Regions from separate parts of the Mus musculus genome. Here region 2 is linked to region 1. The links are chromatin contacts, called in public HiChIP or PLAC-seq maps. All regions are on one chromosome and are shown on one strand. The core of a region is the stretch at or near the end of the contact, and the rest is flanking DNA. Distances in the headings are between cores, read along the strand shown. Region 1 holds the start of Crocc (ciliary rootlet coiled-coil, rootletin). Region 2 holds the start of Padi6 (peptidyl arginine deiminase, type VI).

Region 1 (6,156 bases), core at 607-3,106:
TGCTTTGTTTCCTTGTTTTTGAGATAAGGTCTCCCTAAGCAGCCTGAGCTGGCATGAAACTCTTGATCCCCTCCCCCACCCCTCAAAGGCTGAGATTTTAGGCAAGCACCATCACACCCAGTTCTCTCAGGACCTCAGAAACTATGGTGTAGCAGTGGCACCTAGCTTGTAACTTTCACCCTGAAAAACAGGGACACACACTGCAGGCTTTCTAGCCTTTGGGGTGGGGGTGGGGTCATTAAGCCTCCCCACCTTTGGGAGTCACAGCATCCCTCAAAGAGGGCTGTCCACTCAAAGAGACAGCCCTGGCCTGATACGGAGTCTGAACTGGATAACAGCAGCCATACCACTAACGAACCAGCTGGCCTTATGTCCAGGCACTCAGGCTGCACAACCAAGTTATGCATGCTGCACCCCAGGAGGACCTGTGGCCGGCAGCTTTTGTGCTTTTTAAGCCCCTATAAGAGCCTGGTCTGAGCTGGCCCCAACCCCATCCCTTAGCCTCAGACAGCTCACACCATCTCCGGTAGAAAATTCAGTATCTGGTGTTCAAATCTGAAGCAATGAGTGGAAAGGGCTAGCCCCGCCCTCTCTTAAAGCTGTGCCACATGGGGAGTAAATAAAATAATTGCATCTCAGGCTCTGGAGGCTCCTTCATCACAGAGCTGTGCCTGTCTCCCTATGTGCATTCAAGGAGTAGGGTCTGGGGCTGAGCACGTGGATCAGCACATTAGGGCACTTGCTACACACAAGCATGAGTATCTAAGTTCAAATCCCAGCACCCATGTACAAAGCTGGGCATGGCCCCTCGGGCACCTGTAACCCAAAAGCGACTTGGCAAAGAGCCGAGAAAATCAGTAGGACTTGCTGGCTGGCAGCCTAGCTCCAAGCTGTGCGAGATCCTGAGGTAAGGGAAGCGGTGGAGAACACCAGAGCACTTCTTTGTCATCCTCGTGCTCACAGGAAATGTACCTGTACACACGTGTGTATGAGCCACACATTACAACATACATGTATTCGCGCACGTGTGTGCACGCTTACCGACACACACACACACACACACAGCACTACACTACACAGCAGCACCATCTGTGTCCCTGCTGCTGAGAAGGGAGAAGGACCTGGACAGGGTAGGGAGGTGGTACCTGGGGTCTCAGGCCGGGAGAGGTTGCTGGCGATGACCTCCCTGGCGCAGACAAGCAGGCTGGCTCCCTGGAAGTCCTGGACCCGGTTCTGCACACTCAGGCTCTTCTCTTGGTTTGGTCCCAGAACACAGTTCTCCAGAGACTGTGAGAAGAGAGAGTTTTCAGGGATCCTAGACCCCTGACTTCCTGGCCTGAGAGTTGGGCAAATCCTGTGGCCCAAGTCCTAGAGAAACTAGGAAACAAGGGTAAACTGCAGAGAGCGCCTGCTCAGTGTCTCTCCTAGCGCTGGGCCCCAGCAGGACCTGAAGGGCAGAGAAGGTAGGAGGATCTTGCTGTGCCAGAGGCCAGTAATCCCTAAAGTCCACGAGGGGCCCTTCCCCCACTACTGTGCACTGAGATTAAGGAGTCCCAGCACTGGCCTGTGTGGCCCCCTGACCTGCAAACTGCAACCCTCGCACACTTCCCCACACTTCCCTCCACTCACCACCTCTCACCACTACTACAAGGTCGGTTCTTCTGCCCTGCTCTGCCCCTGGACAGGGTGGACACGGCCCGGCCCTCCGGACCCACCTGGATCACAATCTCCAGTGCCAGCTGAGCCTGCAGAGATCCTGCCAGCCCCAGGCTCATGGAGAGGGGGGTCTGTGGGCACTCCACAGCCCCCCTCCTCAAAGTACAGAGGTCGAAGAGCGTCTCAGCTACATGCACCAACGCACTAACACACCAATGCCAGGCTGCTGGGCTGAGCAGCCCGGCAGATTAAGCTTAAATCCGATGGTGCCCCCACGTGACTACGCAGGGGGTGGGGAGGGACTCAGAAGGGAGAGGAGGGGAAGAGCAGCAGGAATCAGAGGTGCATGAGGAGGGAGGGCCCAGACAGCACTCAGGGAGGAGACCATGAATGGTAGGGAACAGTGTTCCCCACTCCCTCCTCCCTCCCCAGTCTGTGGGCACTGCAGCCTTACAAGCCCGGCTGCCCGAGGCCAGAGTCCCTAGCTCACAGAGCATCTTCTCTGACCCGGAACGGGCGAGCTCACGTGGTCTGCTCAGAACCTATTTACAGCCTGCTGCTAGGCAGGGAGATGCTTGTGCACTACAGGTTGGAAGCAAAGAAAGCAGGCGCTCAGACAAGACTAGGAACTGAGCCGGTCCAAGCCCCGCCCCCGGCTGTGTCCCAGCATCCTCCTGTGTCAGAGCTGGCACCATTGAGCTCCTGGGAGCAAAGCATCTGCCCGTCCACAGCACATAACTGGGTGCCAGTTCACCCAGGGAACACTGGGTAAACATTGTCTTCACTCAGGAGAAAACTCAACGTGCACAGTCCCTGGGCCCCCAAAGTCTGAGAGCAGTTTCCCTCCCAGAAGCAAGGAGGCTGTGTGGCACAATGGTAAGGACCCGGAGTCGATGGCCTGCCATGTGTTAGCAGTATGGTCCTGGATAAATTACCTCTCCTGGCCTCAGTTTCCCTATCTGTAAACGAGAGTAGGGTCTTTGAGGGAACTGAAGGGTGCTGAAAGCAGGGAGGGGTTCAGAAACACACAGGGCAAGGCTAAGCTCATAGCAGCTCACTTTAGCACTTACCTGCTGGTTTCTACTCTCCAGGTTCCTGAGTTCTAGGGTGTGTCAAATTCATCTAGTCCTCCTATCAGCCTATTTCCGGATGAGCAAAACAAGGCTCAGAGGGGTGGAGGACTCACCTATTCAAGGTGACACACTATGAAGAAGTGTAAGCCTGAAGCTCACCTCCCCTTAGACCAAGCAGACTCCCCAAAATGCCTAAAGGGCAAAGCCAGGCCCCTTGGTCTTCAAGACCTGCTGCGGTATCCAAGTCAGAGAGAAGGATGCGGTAGGCGCTGCATACACACACTTTAGTCCAGACTGGATCGCTTCTTCCCAACTAAGGAATCCGTACTGCATATGTTTCCAATGTACACCTGGACAAGAAGGTAGGCGCCCCCAAGCTGCTATGGAGGTCTGGAGGCTACCAAAGAGAGCAGCGCAGAGAGAGAAGGGGAGAGAGGACGTTTTACCGGGAGAGTTGTACAGACACAAGCTGAAGAGAGTACAAGCTAGACACAGGACAGAAGAAGCCAGAGAATGAGCCGGAGGCAGAAGATTAGGACAGATTGCCAGAGTTAGTACTAGACCAAGCAGAGCAATTCAGTCAGCAGCTGAAAGAAGCCAGTCTGAACCAGTCAGTGTGGGGAGAAGTTTCGAGCCAGAACAGTTGACCAACCAGCCCGTGTTCAGAAAGAGCTAGAAAGGGTGAGCTTATTCAGCAGTAAGTCTCAGAGGCTGAAAACACTCTAGGCCTAGATAAGATTGTATGGAGGCTAGAAGCTTCCGGGACTAGGCTCAGGTTAGGAGAAGAGGCAGGAAGCCTCTGAGACAATTAGATCAGGAGAACAAAAGATACATTTGTCCCTTCCCAAACTCTTGGTGAAATGTGGTCGCCGATGTGAATGTTGAGAGGTGATGGGACCTTTAAGAGCGGAGTAAGTCAGAGGGACTCAACACCATAGGTTCCTTATATCACGAGCGTGGGTTGAAGCAGGCATGGCGGATCAGGTCTGTCACCCCAGCACTTTGGAAGTACAGACAGAAGAATCGTGTTTGAGGCCAATCCTAGCTACATTACGAGAGACAGATGACGCAGTAAAGAACCTGGCTGCGGGCTGGTGAGATGGCTCAGTGGGTAAGAGCACCCGACTGCTCTTCCGAAGGTCAGGAGTTCAAATCCCAGCAACCACATGGTGGCTCACAACCATCTCGTAGTGAGATCTGACTCCCTCTTCTGGAGTGTCTGAGGACAGCTACAGTGTACTTTAAATAAATAAATAAATAAATAAATAAATAAATCTTTAAACCTGGCTGCTTTTGCAGAGGACCCGGGCTTAGATCCCAGAACCCACCTAACAACAGCTTCAGGGAGATCCGATACCCTCTTCAGGTCCCTGCAGGTACCAGGCATGCATAGGGTTTGCAGACATGTGTGCAGACAGCATTTATTCATAAATACATACATTTATACATAAGGTGGGGTGCTTTGGCGGGCAAAGCACTTACCACAAAAGCATGAGGCCTGCCGGGCGTGGTGGCACACGCCTTTAATCCCAGCACTTGGGAGGCAGAGGCAGGCAGATTTTGAGTTCAAGGCCAGCCTGGTCTACAGAGTGAGTTCTAGGACAGCCAGGGCTACACAGAGAAACCCTGTCAAAAAACAAAAAACACCCCCCCCCAAAAAAAGCACAAGGCCTGGTGTTCTGATCCCTGGCACCCATGGAATACAGGGGGTGCTGGATAGTTTTATGTCAACTTGACACAAGCTAGAGCTAGCTGAAAGGAGGGGACTTCAGTTGAGAAAATGGCTCCAGAAGACCCTCTGTAGGACGTTTTCTTAATCAGTGATGGATGGGGGAGGCCCCAGCCCATTGTGGGTGGTACCATCCCTGGGCTGGTGGTTCTGGGGTCTGTAAGAAAGCAGACCGAGCAAGCCATAGGGAGTAAGCCAGTGGGCAGCACTCCCCCATAACCTCTGCATCAGCTCTGCTTCCAGGTTTCTGTCCTGCTTGAGTTCCTGTCCTGACTTCCTTCTATGGAGAGCGGTGATATGGAAGTGTGAGCCAAATAAAGCCTTTTCTCCCCGTTGGCTTTGGGTGTGGTGTTTCACCACCGCACAGTAACTATGGTAACTGTAACTAAGACATGGGTATGTCTGCCCACCTCTAATCCCAGCGCTCAGGAGGAGGAGACAGGGGCTCCTCAGGTCAAACTGAATCGCTAGGGCAGCCGAATCCCTGACCTTGGTTCAGCGGGAGACCCTGCCTCAGTATGTTAAGAGGAAAGTGACTGAGGAAGACATCGGGCATCGAAATCTGGTGCACACATCTGTGCACCCACACATATGTGAACACACATGCACACATACATGTATGTACTGCAGACATGCGTACATGTAAGTAACAATGTAAGGTGGCTGTTGAAGGTTGAGCCCAGCCCTCTGCCCTCTTGCCATGTCTTCCGTCTTCCCACAGCCTTGTGGCCACCCACTGAGCTCCTATTCTTCAGCATCATCAATTAATGATCCTTCTCTTTTAGAAATTACCTAATCTTAGGGTTGGAGACCTGGCTCAGTGGTTCAGAGCACTTGCTCCTCTTGCGGGGAACCTGGGCTCTGTTTCCAAGCTCCTACATGGTAACTCTAGTTCCAGGGAATCTAACGCCCTCTGCTGGCCTCCGTAGGTCACAGGTACACATATAATACACACATACATGCAGGCGAACACTCATACAGGTAAAATAAACATAACAAAACAAACTATCCAGTTTTACGTATCCTGTACAGCAACAAAAATGAACTCGGACAGCAGTGACTACGAGCTTGACTCTGAACCGTGACAGCGGTGAGTAGCTTGACTCTGAACCTGGCCAAGCTTCCTCCTGGGCTTTATCACCTTATACAAGGCCTTCACCCCTCTTCACCCCAAGTCTCTTTTCTTTTCTGCAGACTGGGGTGCTAATGGTGCCTGTTTCTCCCAGGAGAATGAAACAAATTGTGCACCTGGATCCGCCAGTCAGGTGTCCAGACACAGTCAAGCTCTACCTGATAGAATATGTCACTGTGGATGATAGAATGTGTCACTGTGGAGTGATCAGCAAAATCTTCCCAGGAGGAACAGCCTCCCTCTGCCCCAGCCTGCCAACTGGAAGGACATAAGTCCGGGGTCCCAGAGGAGGCCACAAGACAGAAGGTTTGGGTCCTATGCTCACAGCATAGAATGCCACCAGCTAAACACCTAGTGGGAAGCAAATTTATAACCCAGCCTTGTGTAAGTTTGAAGGTCACGTGATTCTGTTGTTGTTGTTGTTTTTTGAGATAGGGTTTCTCTGGGTAGCCCTGGCTGTCCTGGACCTCACTCTGTAGACCAGGCTGGCCTCCAACTCAGACATCCACCTGCCTCTGCCTCCCAAGTGCTGGGATCAAAGGCGTGCGCCACCACTGCCCGGCTGG
Region 2 (6,246 bases), core at 3,394-5,893, 310 kb before region 1:
GCATGTGTACGCTGCAGCTAATCTCATGTATACACACATATGCAATGAATAATTGTGTTTGGCTTTTTTGGGGGATGTCGGGGGTGCAGTTCTTGAGACAGGGTTTCTGTGTAGCCCTGGCTGTCCTGAAATTTGCTTTGTAAGACCAGGCTGGCCTTGAACTCCATATCTCCCAGCCTCTGCCTCCCAAGTGCTGAGACTAAAGGCGTGTGATACCCAGATGCCTGGCTATGAACAGCTTAACACTTAAAAAAAAAGATTATATATATATACACACACATATATATGTGGGCACTGTAGATGTTTACAGACACACAAGAGGGCATCGGATCCCTTTACAGATGGTTGTGAGCCACCATGTGGTTGCTGGGAATTGAACTCAGGACCTCTGGAAGAGTAGTCAGTACTCTTAACCACTGAGCCACCTCTCCAGGCCCCATATAAACAGCACTTTTTTTTTTTGGTTTTTGAGACAGGGTTTCTCTGTGTAGCTCTGGCTGTCCTGGAACTCACTCTGTAGACCAGGCTGGCCTCGAACTCAGAAATCCACCTGCCTCTGCCTCCCGAGTGCTGGGATTAAAGGCATGCGCCACCATGCCCAGCTATGAACAGCACTCTTAAAAGCTACACACAGGGGCCTGGAGAGATGGCTCAGCGGTTAAGATCACTGACTGCTCTTCCAAAGGTCCATAGTTCAAATACCAGCAACCACATGGTGGCTCACAACCATCCGTAAGGAGATCTGACACCCTTTTCTGGTGTGTCTGAAGACAGCTACAGTGTACTTAGGTGTAACAAATAAATCTTTTTTAAAAAAAAGCTACATACACATCTCTGTATGAAGCTGTATGGACTCTCATCACACAGCTTCAAGGCATAAAATCCTTAGATATGCCAGCAATGCCAGCCAGGGCCTTTGTACATTGTAAGCAAATGCTTTTCTAGGGAGCAACCCCACCCCCTCAAAATCTAAAATAAAAAGACTCGGTCATCCACAAGGAAATCAGCCATGATCTGCGTGTGTGCCAAGGGGTGGCCAGAGTTTGAGAGAAGTGGGAACACATCAAGGGCACATACCTCTGGGGCCCTCCTGAAAGGACTGTTCATCAGGCTGGCCCACAGCATTAGGGCTACAATTCACAAGCAGGATGGCTCCCCAGCCGTTCATACCCCACATCCATTTTTTCTGCAAGTGACAAGGACATTGAGGTAGGAAAGTCAAGCCAACCCTCTGCCTCTCATATTCAGCTTTGTCATCACAGGCCCTGGGGACTCTGGGGAGCCAGGGGACACAGATTGAGAAAGATGACCTGTGGGAACAGAAGGCTATCGGATGGATGAAAAGCCAAATAAAGGTAGCAGGTTGCTTTTGTTTCTCGAATGCAGGGACAGAGGCACGCTGCAAGGGTCATGTCCCACCAGAGGTCCAGAGATGGCAGCTGGCAGCTATAACTGGCTACTAACCAAGCCCATGCCTCTGGACACCTGGCTAGTTTTGGTTGGTTTTGAGACAGTCTGGCTATGTAAAAGCCAGGGATGGCACTAAACTCTCCATCCTGCATCAGACATCCAGGAACAGGGAGGAATGACAGGCAGCTGCCACCACATCTGACTCCATTTTGTTTTGAGACCATATCGTATCTACTATATAGCCAAGGGGGCTTGGAATTCCCTATGTACATCTGAGAATGGTCTTCAAACCCCAGTCTTCCAGCTTTTATTTCTGGGACGCTGGGATTAAAAGAACACATACATACCATACACACTAGGCTAAGTACACATGCATGCACACACTATAGTACACCTTGCTAGCATGCAGGCAGATCTATACACCATGCCTTGCTAGGCTCATACCCACACCTTGCTAGGCACCCACACATACACACACCCCTTGCTAGGTGCACACAACCTAGCTGTTTTTCAGTAGATCACAAGTTTACTTCATCGACCCCGATTTGTGGTATATAGTGGAGAGACTTGGATATCCCAACAGTCAGATAAACACAGGCTGAGGCCTAGGGATGGCTCCCCTAGGTCCTGCACCCTCCCTTGACCAGGCAGCCTCACCTTAGCTTGCTTATCACTTGGCATGTCCAGTTGTCCATCTCGATAGATGTCTGCCTCCAGGGAGATCTCTGAAAGGGAAGGAAGGGTCTCAGAACCTGGCCTGCTAACGGCGCCCTCAAAGCTCTGGCGACCCTTGCCTGACCTGGTTGGTAAAAAGCCTAACTGAGGTATCTTACTGTCAAGCATTGGACTGAAGAGATGGACTGGAGACACACAGGAAGAAGGCATCAGATCTCATTACAGATGGTTGTGAGCCCCACCATGTGGGTGCTGGGAACTGAATCAGGACCTCAGAAAGCATCCAGTGCTCTTACCCACTGAGCCATCTCTCCAGCCCCGCCAAGATAAATGTTTTAAGTGTACAATTTTATATTGGGCTGTAGCCATAGCTGTGCTGGGCCACAGGTTGGACACGCTGGTTAGAGGCAGTGTCGTCAGAGGCAGGTGGATTCTCATGAGTAAGTCAGGGAGGGAGCCATCCACAGTGGCCACCTGATTCTTACAAAGCAGCTTCAAGATGGGGCTGGAGAGAGAGAGAGCTCAGCTGTTGGCCCTTACTGCTCTCTCCCAGAGGATTGGAGTTTCCTTCCTGGCATGCCGTGGCTTGTGTCTCATAACTACCTGTACCTCTAAGTCCCAGCGCATCTGATGTCTTTCCCCTGGCTACACACACACACACACACACACACACATTTACGAGATGACATAGCAGTGGACCAGACCCAGCAGCAATGAGAATGAGGAAGTGGGGGCAGGTGACTCAAGTTCTGGTTGTTTCTAAGTGAGTGAACGTCAAGGGAACAGGCGCGTGGATATCATCTCAGGGCCAATAGAAAGCATCTTCTACACAAGGAGCCTCTTCCTTGCTTCACAAGACCTGCCCTGCTCTCCAGAGGAACGCCGGGTGGGTCTCAGCTCCTAGAGGGAAGACTCACCGATGCCGGTGAGAAACAGCACAGCTGTGGCCGTGGGGACTTCTTGGTCAGGACAGAAGTAGGAGACCAGCACCTGTGGAGACAGCCCAGAGCCATAGACTGGGTGTAAGCATGTGACCCTGCTTTGTGTTTCAGCATCTAATCTTCCAGTGACCCACTATGAGCTGACCCAGGGGCCATAGCCACTTAGGACGTCTAGGAGGGTGTCTTGCCAGGTGGTGCACACTTTTAATCCCAGTCATTAGGAGGCAGGGGTAGGAGGATCGTGGGAGTTCGAGGCCAGCCTGGTTTACAAAGGGAGTTCTAGGATGGCCAGGGCTACACAGAGAAACCCCGTCTCAAAACCCAACAAAAGCAGTTGTCGCTCACTAAAGTCGTTTGCCCTGGCTTGGAGCTGGCTCTGTAGCTCAGGTTAGGACCTCCAACTGCTGACCCTCCTCCTGGTTAATTGGGCTTAATAGGTATGCACTGCTCAGCTCAGGGTACAACACTGGTTCTGGCCCGACTCAAGGTACAGTGCTTACCCAAGTGAGCCACTCGCTGAAGGAAACTGCCTTCCGCCGACACATAGATGGGCAGGTTCCGCCCACTCACCATCCCTTAACTGCCTCTCTCTCCCTGCCCACAGACAGCTGCAGCTGGGTCTGCCTTGGGTAGGCAGGCCTGTTGCCAATGGCCTTCAGCTAGGCTTGCCAGCTTCCACATTGAGATCACCTGGGTAGGTTAAAGGTTACCCCTCTCCCCTCCATGGCTCACCTTGTCTTCATCCACAGTGGGGCTGGGCGCCACCATCCTCACCAATGCCACTGTGGGATGGTTCATTGACCTCCAGACCACAGTGTCCTCTTTGCCAGCGATGACGGAGCTAGAGATGTGGATCAAGATCCTGGGGGAACCACGGATGGTGAAAGACTTGCACTTGTCTGGTGCACACCTGGTTTGAAGGAGACAATACAGGTTAGAAGACTCACCAACCGATGAGGCGACAGGGTTCCAGGACAGCCCCCGATCTGGAGTCTGCATCCATCTTACGGAATTGAGGAGAGTTGTCAGTGAAGCTTGTGGGGGGGGGGGCGGGCGCTAACGTCTTCAGCCTCTCTTACCATCTCGACCCCCAGGACCTCCACGCCTTTGATGGATGTCCCACCCCAACCTCCCGCTCCCCCAAAGCCTCCTTGTGAGGATCACATCTTCATTTTACATACAAGCCTCAGCTTCACAGTCATGGAGTGAGCAGATGCCAGAACCGTAAGACACAACCCCCGCCTACTCAAGGACACCTTCGAAGCTAACAGGGATCTTGCAAGAGGCAGAGAAAGCTGTAAGTCAGTATCCCGAGCTGGGATGGGAGGGCTCTCAGAGACCAAGCCAGATTTCCTTGGGGTCGGTCAGTTCAGCTGAGAGCGCTAACCTCGGACTTCTGGGCACAGGGACTCTGCCCAGACCCTCCCTTCTCATTACCCCTACAGACACCCGCTAAGCCTTACTTGCTGATGTCCAAGGTGATTTCCATGCCTACCATGCAGAGGGCATGGGTGGGATTGACCAGAGACAGGCTGAGTGAGTTCTGAAAAGACATGGCTGGGCTTACCAAGCTAGCCACTGTCAGCAGTCCTTACCCACCAGAGTAATTGCCTAGGACGGTGGGGCTTCCTGGCCTTCCTCTTTAGTAGAGGTAAGGACCACCCCAGCCCGCCCCCTTGTTAAGGGTTCACAGGTGAGCCTGGAGGAGGAGGAAGAGGAGAAGGAGGTAGGGGGAAGGGTGAAGGGAGAGATCCTTCTACTCAGCATCAAAGTTTTAGCAGCTGCTGCCTGTAGACCCTGCAGCCCTAGGAAATTGGAGTCTAACAGCTTGGGGCTCTGCCCTTCCCACTGGTCTGGGTGCTACATCTCAAGATTATGGGGGAGTCTTGGTTCTAGGACAGTAGCTCTCAACCTGTTTTGGCCTCAAGGCTGGGATGGTGGTGGTGTCACACATCAGATATCCTGCATATTATGATTCATAACAGTAGCAAAATCACAGTTATGAGGTAGCAACGAAATAAGCTTATGGTTGGGGGTCACCACCTGTATTAAAGGGTTGCAGCACTAAGAAGGTTGAGGACCACTGTTCTAGGATGTGTGCTTCTTGGCAGCTAGTGGGGGTACTTGGTAAAGTGCTATGCTCACAGAAGTGTCAGGAAGCTATAGCTAGCTCTGCAAATCCCTGATCCTGGCAGGCAATCTGCATCCTTTTCCCGGGTGATAACGATGATAAGCCAGTCAGTCACAGCTGTGTCTCTTGTTAGCATCAGGGCGGGTAGGGTGGGGGATGGGCAGCAGGAGCTGGTGCATGGGCTAGACCTGTGCAGCCTGGCTTACAGCTGTTATCCCTTTAGGCTGACCTCTGACCTTCACATGTGCACTGTGGTGTGAGAACACACACACACACACACACGAAGCAGAAAGGAAATTGTATATCTACTGTGCAGTTCAAAACTGCTAAAATGGGGGGGGTCAGCATTCTCGTGCCCTGTGGAGTCGCTGAGATGACACATACATCTTTGAGGTTCATGGTCTCTTCAGTATTGGCATTCCTAGATCAGACTACAAAGCCACACATGGTAGTCCCTGCCTGTCACCTGTTCAGCACCCACACTGAGGCAGGAGGATTTCTGTGAGTTTGAGACCAGCCTGGGTTTCAGAATGATGCTCTGTTTCAAAAAGCCGCCAAATTCTGTATTGCATTCCATAGTATATGTATGTGTTGTCAGGGGGGAAAAAAAGATCCAGCTGAGGTAGGCTAGCCTGTGATTACCGAGTGACTTCAAGTCTAGATTGGTCAATTTAACAAGACTGTGCCAATGTTCTGAAAAGGGGATAGGTGGGAGCATAGCTCCTTGGTAGAGAACTATCTGCCTCCACGTCCCTGTTATTTGCTCATTAAGAGCCGAGCATGGTGGCTCACGTCTGCAATCCCAGAACTGGGTAGATGGAGGCAGGAGGAACAAGAATAGGGAGCCAGCCTAGGTTAATTAAGGAGATTCTGTATGGAAACTTCATATTTCCCAGAAGACCTTGGTGCAGGGCACAGCCTAGAGAGAGCAGCCTCCATTACTCTCTTTCTCCATTCTACTGGCCTCTCAGAGAAGGAGCTAGCTCCCAGCCGCCTCAGAGGTGCATACCTGCATCCACGCACCCAGGAGGCTCAAGCGGGAAGATGGTTACAAGTCTGAGGGCAGCCTTGGCTAAAAAAGGAGTTTCA

The links. HiChIP or PLAC-seq counts read pairs in DNA pulled down with a chosen protein or histone mark.
Region 2: an H3K4me3 HiChIP or PLAC-seq map of bone marrow-derived macrophages shows a contact between it and region 1, with 4 times the contacts expected there. The contact joins the promoter of Padi6 here to the promoter of Crocc in region 1. A contact is called at or near these places in 6 of 39 promoter capture datasets (the HPC-7 cell line, HPC-7-derived erythroid cells, cranial neural crest and 3 more), 5 of 115 datasets of contacts at active chromatin or transcription factors (the SCID.adh cell line, bone marrow-derived macrophages, embryonic stem cells and 2 more) and 2 of 9 other capture datasets (liver and pancreatic islet).

Annotation. Positions count from the first base shown.
Region 1 is chr4:141,051,805-141,057,960 of GRCm38.p6, forward strand. It overlaps Crocc (ciliary rootlet coiled-coil, rootletin), which reads right to left and starts at 1,857. Exons shown (of 37, transcript NM_172122.2): 1 at 1,716-1,857; 2 at 1,146-1,287. The coding sequence starts at 1,775.
Region 2 is chr4:140,738,000-140,744,245 of GRCm38.p6, forward strand. Padi6 (peptidyl arginine deiminase, type VI) reads right to left here and starts at 4,644. Exons shown (of 16, transcript NM_153106.2): 1 at 4,490-4,644; 2 at 3,759-3,936; 3 at 3,003-3,075; 4 at 2,068-2,135; 5 at 1,078-1,186. The coding sequence starts at 4,581.